3 separate regions of the Mus musculus genome follow, and regions 1 and 2 are each linked to region 3. The links are chromatin contacts, called in public HiChIP or PLAC-seq and Micro-C maps. All regions are on one chromosome and are shown on one strand. The core of a region is the stretch at or near the end of the contact, and the rest is flanking DNA. Distances in the headings are between cores, read along the strand shown.

Region 1 (3,095 bases), core at 484-2,983, 180 kb before region 3:
AACTGCCGGTTCCACAGTGACTAGCCCAGGTAGGAGGACAAGGTGACAAGGAGAATGCCATATTCTTTAGAAACAAATGAACTACAAGACAAAGCAACAAACACATCCAAAAAAAAAACCAAAGGGCCATTGGTACAAAACGATGGCTCTGAGTCCTAGTATTAGATGGTGCCTACCATACTGTTTTGTTTTTACATTGTGAGACATATCTTACTTTGTAGCCAAGGATGGCCTTCAACTCATGACTATCCTCCTACCTTGGCATTTTGATTGCTGGGAGTACAGACATGAACAACCATGCTGGACTCCACAAATTTACTCTTACTATAAAACTTAAGGAATAAAGAGAGCCCAAGCTCTCTCTGTCCCTGTTACCTGTCACCACCATAAGCTTCTCTCCTCTCTGTAACACAAAAGGAACTTTACTTAGACTTCGTGACACTGTGCCTGGTGGAAACGGCCAACCTGTAATATATCTCCATCTATATTTAGGTTATAGAATTAGATCCCAGTTTAGTGAGCTTTCATCTCCTAACGTGGGATGTTTCCCGAGGCTGCCTGAATTAGATTTCCTACTCATTCGTTTCCTGAAAGCCAGGATTCAAAGACCTTACTTCCTAGCTTCTTGCTTCTTTCGTCATTTCACGACACTTCAGATTTCATCAGTAGTTTGGGGAATTCAAAGAGGGATTTCATTTCCTAACAATCTGTAAGGATGGGAGACGATGAAACTCAGTGATGTGGGTTAGATAAGAGTGTGCTGACTCTAGTCTTTCAGGGCTAGCCACTTGTCCTTTGTGGGTCAGATGGCTAACGTTTGAAATGAGCACCTCAACTGATCGGTCTATGCCACCATACCTGGTTGAGTCAGTGGCATTGAGAGCTGATGGCAAAGAGATCAACCAGTTCAAGAAACAAAAAGAACCCAAAGGGGTGTGTCTTCCACCCGAGAAAGTGTGCCTACCATGGCTAAATTGCACGGAAGGAGGGATTCATGCCGGGGTGAGAGTCAAGTGATATGACTTGCTGCTTCTCTCCCCAAAACGGAGCAGAATGTACAACTGCAGACTTCGGTTGCCTGAAAAGTAGTCCCTGGAACACAAGCATCACTTTTAAAGTCAAGGAAAGAAGCCAAAAATAAAAGGCAGAACTTTAAAAATGGCAGAACCTTAAAGCCATAAAAGGTTTAGGGTGTGGCTCAGAGGTAGAGCACCTGCCTACAATCACCCAGGGAGGGGCTAGTGGGTATGGCTCAGCAGTATAGCATATATGCTAAGTCTTGTTTTAGATTCCTAAGACCTTTAAAAAATGCTGGAACCAAAACTTAAAGTATAAGGAGTGACACATCCTTCTCCCTCCTGGCTGAACCAAGCATAGGAATATATTGGACAGAGATGATGAAGGCACACTGGACACCATAAACAATTATAATACCCATCCCAGAATCAGGGTATTCAATGGGTTCCAGGCCTGTTAGATACCTGTTCCCACCCAGAAATCCCTTCAAGCCAGCAGGCCAAAAAAAAAAAAAAAAAATTCTTAAGACTACTTTGTCTACAAACAACATGTGCCCCAAAGCAAGGAATCAAGCAGGTATAAGAGGGACAGAGAGTTTTACTCTAATTTTAACAACCGGGAGGGCTTTGCCTGCCATGTTTGCCCTGACTGAAGACAGCAGTCAACCTCACTGAACAATCTAAAGCCTGGGAGGTTTCTCTTCCTCCTCTTGCAGATAAAAGAACGGTATTTCTATTAACCTACAAGATAAATACACACCATGGTAAGCAGCTGGCAAAAATGTATAGCCAGCACTGAGCTGCAGGCCCCTTTGGGCAACCGGGGTAAATTTCCTGCTCTGCTCATAGGAGCCACGCTTCTTCTCATTTCACACCGTGTGTTTAGCTCATGGACCGTGAATGTCATCTACTTCATTTCTGGGAAGCTTATGGTCAAGTCTATGACTCATCTTTCAGTATAGGGTCAGAGATATACTTTGAATAGTTGCCCAGTTTGGGGTCTGCCTGTTAGTCCTTGGTTCATTTATTATTTATATATTTGTTAGTTTTGGTGTCTTTCTTCCTTCCTTCCTTCCTTCCTTCCTTCCTTCCTTCCTTCCTTCCTTCCTTCCTTCCTTTCTTTCTTTCTTTCTTTCTTTTTCTTTTTTTCCTGAGGCAGGGTTTCTCTGTGTAGACTTGGCTGTCCTGGAATTTGCTCTGTAGACCAGGCTGGCCTCAAACTTACAGAGATCTGCTGCCTCTGCTTCTGGGATTAAAGGTGTGTACCACCTTGATTTTATTTCCTTTTCTTTCCCACCACTGCTAGTCTCTGCCTTGCTTGCAATAGCAAGCCAACTCTACCTAGGCAAGCTGTTGGCAAATACAGAACTGAATAACACAGCCAGCTGAAGGGCAGTCAGGCATGGTGACAGGCGTGTGACGCTTGGGGTCAGTGAACTCAGACTCGGATTAGGTTTGTTACAGGCTTGTGAGGACAGTGGCTGTCTGACCTTAGTGTCCTCAGACACATAGTAGAGAAGTGTCTAGCCTGGGCGGTCACTGATATCCTTAGCAGGGATCAGCCAGACACAAAGTAGGTGCTTAAGACAAACTGCCCATTATACTTTCCTTCGACTGTAGGCAAAATTGGCAGAAATCCCACCCGAAGTCCCCCAGACAGCCCAGGCAACTCTACACTCCAAGGAAGTCAGCTGACCTCAGGATGGTTGGTCCTGGCTAGGAACTGGCAAAGCAAAGACAAAAGACTGGAGTCTGTTTACTCTCAGAGGCTGATTCTGCCATGCTGGGGGCATGGCCCCTTGCTGCTACCCGAGGCTGCCTTTGTGGGGTCTGAGCAGCCTACATATGACACCTGGCATGAAGCTCTGTCTAAAGCAAGTGTCTGTCAGGGAAGTATTCAAAGTCAAGTCTGCCGACTTCTCTGAGAATGGTCTGTCTTGAGTTTTCTACCTCGGCTGCCTGCCCCACATCACTCAGTGAGATTCTGGGCCACTTTCTGCAACTGTCATTCAATTCTGGCTCCAGATTGAAACCTCATTTGAATGTTAACAAGCACAGCAATTAAGAGGGCCGATCTGT
Region 2 (3,415 bases), core at 696-3,195, 130 kb after region 3:
AAGCGCTCAGAAACTATGCGTAAATCTCCAGAGTGGCTCCCTTAGGAAGTATGGCCACCCAGCTTTACAGCTGGGGAGACTGAGGCCAGGATTCAGAAACCAGTGCCCAGGGAGGTTTGTGTTATGTATATGGGGTGCTGAACAGGAGTCTCCTCAACCCTGTTTCCATAACAACAGACCCATACTGTCAATCATGTCACCAACCCATCCTCTTCTTCAAGATTTTATTTTTGGGGGCTGGCAAGATGGCTCAGAGGGTAAAGGCACTTGCTACCAAGGCTGATGACTAGAGTTTGATCCCCAGAACCCACATGGTAGAAGGAGAAAACACTCCCACTCTGACCTCTACACCTAAACTCTGGCATGTCCCTATCAATAAATAAATACAACAAATTTACTTTAGTGTACTCTTCTTTTTTGATGCAATTTATTTTTGAGGTATTGGAGATTGAACCCCAAGGCTCATAATGTACTATGTACTATGTAAGTATTCTACCACTGAGTCACGCCCCCAGCTCCTCCCTGGGGAATTCTAGGCAGGGGCTCTACCACTGAGCCACGCCCCCAGCCCCTCCCTGGGGGATTCTCGGCAGGGGCTCTACCACTGAGCCACGCCCCCAGGCTCTCACTGTGGGACTCTAGGCAGGGCCTCTACCACTGAGCCACGCCCCCAGCCCCTCCCTGGGGGATTCTCGGCAGGGCCTCTACCACTGAACCACGCCCCCAGGCTCTCACTGTGGGACTCTAGGCAGGGCCTCTACCACTGAGCCATGTGCCCCAGACCTACTTTTTTTTTTTTTTAATATGCTTTTTTTTTTCCCTCTTGAGACAGGGTTTCCTTGTGTAGCTGAGACAGGTCTTGAGTTTGCTGGATATCCCAGACTAACTTAAAGCTAGCACTGAGTCTACTGTGTCAGCCTCCCAAGCCCAGCTCCTCCAAGGTTTTTAAATCACCCCAGGGCTAGGGTTAAGGTGAGGTTAAGATCAGGGTTAAGCACTTAGCCAGACCTGCTCCTCCTTCAACTGCTCTCCTCTGCCTCCCTCTGGTCCCTGAGACCCAGAGTCTCTGACCCCATGCTCTGCGCCCCCACAAAGCAGGTGTTTTATGTGGTCTGCGACTCACACAGGTCACACTGTGGTCCCTGAGAACAAGCAGGTCTCTGCCACTTTTGTGTCAGTAAACACCTGTTAGTATCTTACAGTGAGAGACCACAGGGAAGAAAATGTTTCAGGGGTGCTCCTGGTGGGGGAGCCTCGCCAGCTGCAGGCGGAGCCGGGAACCATCAGACCTGGTGAGCTAAGCCTGGGGCCAAGAGCAGGCTTGGAGGCGGTCTCCATGGAGCGACCAGGCCTCCTGTCCTGGATGATCCCTGATATTAGCGACTCTTAGCTTCTCTGGGATCCTTAGCGAAAGCTAGTTTCCCTCAACAGACAGTTTGGCTCACCCACCCCCGACCTGACCCAGCACTCACTCTCCTTGTCTGTTGGTGTCTGCAGGGAATACAGGACGCCTTGGGGAGTGTTTGGCAAGAGGCCAGGACTTCCTGCTGGGCCAGGAGGGCCTGGTGGACCAGGGCGCCCCATCTCTCCAGGGAGCCCGCGTGGCCCCGGTGGTCCCAAGAGACCTACAATGAAGAGCAGAGGCTTTAGGTGAGACCAGCGGCTGCGATGTTACAGACAAGGGAACTATGGCCCTGAAGAGGAGTGGCCAAGGACATTTGTCCAGTCAGTGACAAGTCTCCGGGCCCACAGTCCTCCTGGGAGGTCAGTGGGACATCTTCCTCTTTCTGGCACAGGGACAGCAGAGGGTGGACATGACAGAGTTAGGAGTGGGATCGGCACAGGCTCCAGCCAGATGTCTTGGGACTCGGGAGTAGTTTAACTCTGGAGCAAGGACAGAGCGTGAGCCAGCCCTGAGCAGGCATTGGAGCTCTGCAGCGCGCAGGGGATCATGGGATTCCTGCATGGGGTTTCAGGTGCTTGGAACAAACCCTGGGCCTTAGCAGCGCCATCCCCACCCCAAGGGTCCCAGTAGACTCTTGTCCTGCAGCACCTCTGAGATTGGGGAGAGGAGAAAGGTGAGAAGGAAGTAATAAATTTGGGGTAACAAGCAAGATTAAGGTACACAAAATGCCACCCATGCCCAGGTACAAAGCAAACTCCTGTCTCCACTCCAGGGGACAGGGCTCCTTACCTGGAGGTCCCACTGGGCCCTTCTCTCCTGTCTGGCCCTGTTCACCTTTGGAACCTGGAGGTCCTGCAGGTCCAGGTGGTCCCATCTGTCCTGGAGGTCCTGAGGAGAGAATTATGGGAGAACACTGTGGACTCAGATGCCATAGAGGCTCCAGTTCTGGTCACATGGGTTGTGTGCTCAGATGAGTGATAGGCAGGGGCTCTACCACTGAGCCACGCCCCCAGTCCCTCCCTGGGGGATTCTAGGCAGGGGCTCTACCACTGAGCCACGCCCCCAGCCCCTCACTGGGGGATTCTAGGCAGGGGCTCTACCACTGAGCCACACCCCAGCTCCTCACTGGGGGATTCTAGGCAGGGGTTCTACCAAGAGCCACGCCCCCAGCCCCTCCCTGGGGGATTCTAGGCAGGGGCTCTACCACTGAGCCACGCCCCCAGCACCCGGGTATACTGGTCATGAGAGTTGAGAAGTTGCCTTTCCCTGTCTGTGATCCCAATGACTGAGTTTGTTTTCCCCTTTTGGGTAAACTGAGCAGCTGAGAAGCATGGTCTTCCACTGCCAGCCACAGAGTCAAACTGTAGCTTGTTTTCTCAACATCCTTTCTTCCTGCTGTCTTCTTGCTCAGGGTCCAGAACTGCAGTTGTGGCAGCTGAGCCCAACCTTCCCTGAGGGTCTGCAGGGCCAGGCCTTCCCTCTTGAATCACTATCTCTTGAAATATTCTGGAGGCCTGAGTGTGCCACCACGGAGCAGGCCCAGTTATCCCAGCACTGAAGAGGCTGAGGCAGAAGAATCAAAAGTTCAAGGCTAGCTTGGGTGACATACTTTGTCTTACTTCTGAGTCAGCTGAGGGCCGTGTATGGAGCACAGCATTTAAAATTGCATTTGACTCTGGTCTGTGAGAGAGTCTCTAAAGAACCTCTTGCTGGAAAATCTCACTCAAGGAGGCAGGAAAACGCAGGAGTCACCATTAGCGGGGTGTGTCTGCCACCTGCTGGCCATGCCTGGAACTTCACTTTCTCTGATAAAGTTCCAATCAAGAGCATCAATGAGTTTTGAGACTATGTAACACAGGAGATTTGGGGCCTGGGATCAGGGGCATATGTGTGAACTCTAGAGGTGAATCCTGGGGTTCATCAGGAGAGGAGAAAGAGGGGACTAGATCATATTCCCAGGACCTCCAGGCACTTACCTAAAGTGTCTGAGTTTTAGTTGCTATCTCTAAC
Region 3 (3,205 bases), core at 418-2,917:
ATGGCTCAAGAGATTAGGGGGGTCTCTGAGAAGACCTGGAGAGAGCAAACTTCAGCCAGTGCCCTGCTTCCTCTGAGTACCCCACACTACCCTGTAGAACTGTTTAATCTTTCAGTTTTCCCCCCATTAAGTCCCTGCTGCTGGCTATGGACTTAATAAATTCCACCCCATTTACTTACAAACTTACAATTCATTTAGGCTTAGCAGAACTTTCTGGACTGTCTAGGCAATGCAACCAAGCTGAGGTTGAGACATTTTTTCCTTTCAGCACAGGGCTCTCTTCCCCTTCAAACATACATGCAAAGGGCTGGTGGGATGGTTCAGTGGGTAAAGGAGCTTGCCACCAAACCTGCCGACTCAAGTTTAATCCCAGGAACCCACGTGGTTGAAGGAAAGAACTGACTCCTAGAGTTTGTCCTCTGACCTCCACAGGCCGGCTTTGGCATAAGCTTTCCCTACCCCTACTCCCTTAAAGTGATCTTTTCTTTTCTCTTCTTTTCTTTTCTTTCTCTTTTGTTTTTGTTTGTTTTGCTTGTTTGTTTGTTTGTTTTTAAACCCTCAAAATGAACAAATAAATTTTAAGAACCCTCTAACCAGAAAAGAAACAACAACAGCAAAACAGTAATAAACCCAGGAGCATGATCTTCTGGTACACACATGTAACTGACAGGCTGACAGGGGTCAGCCTGGGCTTCAGAGTGAACCTTGCCTTAAACAGACCAGATACACAGTCTTGAGGGGAGATAGGAGTTCTACTGGATGGTCCCACTCTCATCTCGGGAGCTTGGACCTATCCAGCCCCACCTTGGTGGTCTTGTTTTCTGCCACGTGTTTAGAGGAGCCTTTTTTTTTTTTTTTTTTTTTTTTTTTTTTTTTTTTTTTGAGACAGGGTTTCTCTGTATTGCCCTGGCTGTCCTGGGACTCACTTTGTAGACCAGACTGGCCTCAAACTCAGAAATCCACCTGCCTCTGCCTCCTGAGTGCTAGGATTAAAGGCGTGTGCCACCATGCCGGGCCGAGGAGCCTTTTTTATTAAGGAAGCTTTCATCCAGGCCGACCTTGATCCTTTGCAGAGGCCATGGGAGCTAAGGAAAGTTAGGGAGCAAGAGAAGCTTTTTCTCTTGTGGGAAAGCCTTGTCATCTTTCCAGGTGAGGATGGTAGCCCCGATTTTCTCATGAACCGGCATCCCCAAAGGCAGGGATCATTCTGGATTGCTTTTGGGAGTCAACTCATTGCTCAGGACTTGGGAATGCCGTAGGTCCTCAATCAATACTCCAAGGGTTGGATTCCGCAGAACCATGTGCCTGCGGCACCCATCCAGCTAAGATAGTCACAACCTCGGAGTAGGCTTAGGGAGAGGTGGCCTGGCTTCAGGAGGGTATTGGGTGCAAAGAAAAGCATCGTGGGGGGCCGTTTGGGGTCCTCCCGGGGCGCTTAACCTTGGCTTTCTCTGCTGGCTGGGTTGTGGCTCCTTACTCCAGGGCCTCGGGCTGCGCGCCAGAGAAGAGGAGGAGGCGTCTACCGTCTGCACCCATCACCTGAGCTGTACCGGGCGGGGAGGATAACAATTATTGGGAGAGGTTGAAAAAAAAATCATTATCAAATAACTACAGCTTGCAAAAGTTGGAGGGTGGAAAGGAAAATGCGGTCCGGATCGCTGCAGGATCGCGCGGCTGCTGGAGCTGCGCCGCGCAGCGCCGCGGTAGCCGATCTGGAAGGAGAAACATCTGCAAGGCATTTGTGCGAGGCTCACCTTTGAGACCTCGCGGTTGGAAGGAGGCGCTGAGTTCGCGCAAAAGGAAAATCGCTCCAAGGTTTTCTTAGGGGGACCCTGACTGGCGCGGGCTGAGGAGGCTAGGGAGTTGGGGAAGAGCGCCCCCTGTCAGGCGCACGAAGAGCCTTGATGACCCGAAAGGAAAGCTACCACCTTAGCCTCAGTTTCCCAATCTTTCTCTCTTTACCCCTCCTCCTTCCCCTCACCCTCATGTAGCCCAGGCTTTTTATGTAGCTGAGGCTGGCCTTGAACACTTCACCTTCCTTCTTCAGTCTCCCAAGTGCTGGGATTGCAAGTCTGCCTTCTAAGATACATTTTCAGCAGTATATGAATGGGAGTTAACGTTAAATTCACCAATCCGTTCATGTGACGAATTACGATGTCACTTTAAAAAAATCTTTAAAAGATAGCATGTCCAAGGAAAAAGGGGGAAACTTTTTTCCTGATAAAACAGAAGTGGCTTTTCGGAAATGTTTTTCCTTTTGGCAGCTTCATAAGACACTGTGATCAGCCAACGCCTTACTACCCTTTCCTCTGCAACAGCCTGCTTTCCCGTTCCCCCTCTCTCCTACCTTCATGCCCCTCTCTTATACCCCCACCCCGTAAGCAGTCACAGCCAGGTGTTCATGACACCAAGAGTCATTGACAGCCCACCACATGCTTCACCCCCATTCTGCTCCTCCCTTCCCTCTTTCCAGATGTTCCCTGGGCCTTGGAATGGTGACACAACGTGCTGGGTGGGACCGGGCATTCAGCAGCCACCTGTTCTCACCCCTTGGACCAGCTGAGTTCCCCCCCCCCCCAAGCACTGCCCATTCAAGAAGCCCTTCTCTGGTCAAAGCTGAGGGCTTCCTTAGTCTGTGTGTGTCCCCCCAAAACAAGGTTTCTCTGTGTAGCCCTGGCTGTTCTGGAACTCACTCTGTAGACTAGGCTGTCCTTGAACTCAGAGCTCTGCCTGACTCTGCCTCCCGAGTGCTAGGACTAAAGGTGTCTGCCACCACCGCTCAGCTTAGTCTATGGGTACAAGCACTGTTTCGAAAGCAGTTTAGGATTATGGAGATGGCTCAGTTACTAAAGGCACTTTCTGCTACACGTGAAGACCTGGGTTGGCTCTCCAGGACCCACAGGAGAGAGGAGAGAACCAACTTCTTCAGGTTGTCCTCTGGCTGTCAAAACTTGTGCCATGGGTGTCCTCACATACAAAATAAGTAAATAAATGCAATAAAAAAAATTAAGAATAGAAGGCAGCTTATGAGGTCACTTGACAGGTCACCAGGAGTTCCCTGTAGGGCCTGACCTTTCCAGGCTCAGACATTTCCCCAGTTCTGCTTGACAAGCCTTCCTTCCATCCCTTGGGGCAGATCTCCTCACATCCAATCCTAAAGACAGAATCTTATTTGTAGCTGAGGCTGGCCTTGAACCATCCATAT

Evidence for each region. Hi-C and Micro-C count contacts between places; a contact is called where the count stands out from the background. HiChIP or PLAC-seq counts read pairs in DNA pulled down with a chosen protein or histone mark.
Region 1: a contact with region 3 is called in an H3K27ac HiChIP or PLAC-seq map of double positive thymocytes, with 3 times the contacts expected there. The contact joins two enhancer-like sites. A contact is called at or near these places in 1 of 39 promoter capture datasets (cranial neural crest), 1 of 15 datasets of contacts at CTCF or cohesin (large pre-B cells), 6 of 484 Hi-C or Micro-C datasets (the AML12 cell line, the HPC-7 cell line, LSK cells and 3 more) and 6 of 115 datasets of contacts at active chromatin or transcription factors (bone marrow-derived macrophages, double positive thymocytes, embryonic stem cells and 2 more).
Region 2: a Micro-C map of embryonic stem cells shows a contact between it and region 3, with 2.9 times the contacts expected there. The contact joins two enhancer-like sites. A contact is called at or near these places in 2 of 15 datasets of contacts at CTCF or cohesin (embryonic stem cells and large pre-B cells), 11 of 484 Hi-C or Micro-C datasets (cortical neurons, embryonic stem cells, large pre-B cells and 3 more), 1 of 115 datasets of contacts at active chromatin or transcription factors (embryonic stem cells) and 2 of 9 other capture datasets (embryonic stem cells and pancreatic islet).

Annotation. Positions count from the first base shown.
Region 1 is chr5:136,439,913-136,443,007 of GRCm38.p6, forward strand. The region is part of intron 2 of Cux1 (cut-like homeobox 1); the gene reads right to left. Among named protein-coding and RNA genes, the nearest start is that of Gm16599, 49 kb to the left of the region's middle. Within about 2 kb of position 1,734, at least 43 of the 459 cell types and tissues checked have an H3K27ac peak or open chromatin away from gene starts, as enhancers often do. A contact at or near this core is called in bone marrow-derived macrophages and double positive thymocytes, where this site is marked.
Region 2 is chr5:136,752,721-136,756,135 of GRCm38.p6, forward strand. It overlaps Col26a1 (collagen, type XXVI, alpha 1), which reads right to left. Exons shown (of 13, transcript NM_001346699.1): 6 at 2,195-2,293; 7 at 1,473-1,625. Among named protein-coding and RNA genes, the nearest start is that of Myl10, 61 kb to the left of the region's middle. Within about 2 kb of position 1,946, at least 22 of the 459 cell types and tissues checked have an H3K27ac peak or open chromatin away from gene starts, as enhancers often do.
Region 3 is chr5:136,621,589-136,624,793 of GRCm38.p6, forward strand. No RefSeq gene overlaps it. Among named protein-coding and RNA genes, the nearest start is that of Gm38722, 9.1 kb to the right of the region's middle. Within about 2 kb of position 1,668, at least 141 of the 459 cell types and tissues checked have an H3K27ac peak or open chromatin away from gene starts, as enhancers often do. A contact at or near this core is called in bone marrow-derived macrophages and double positive thymocytes, where this site is marked.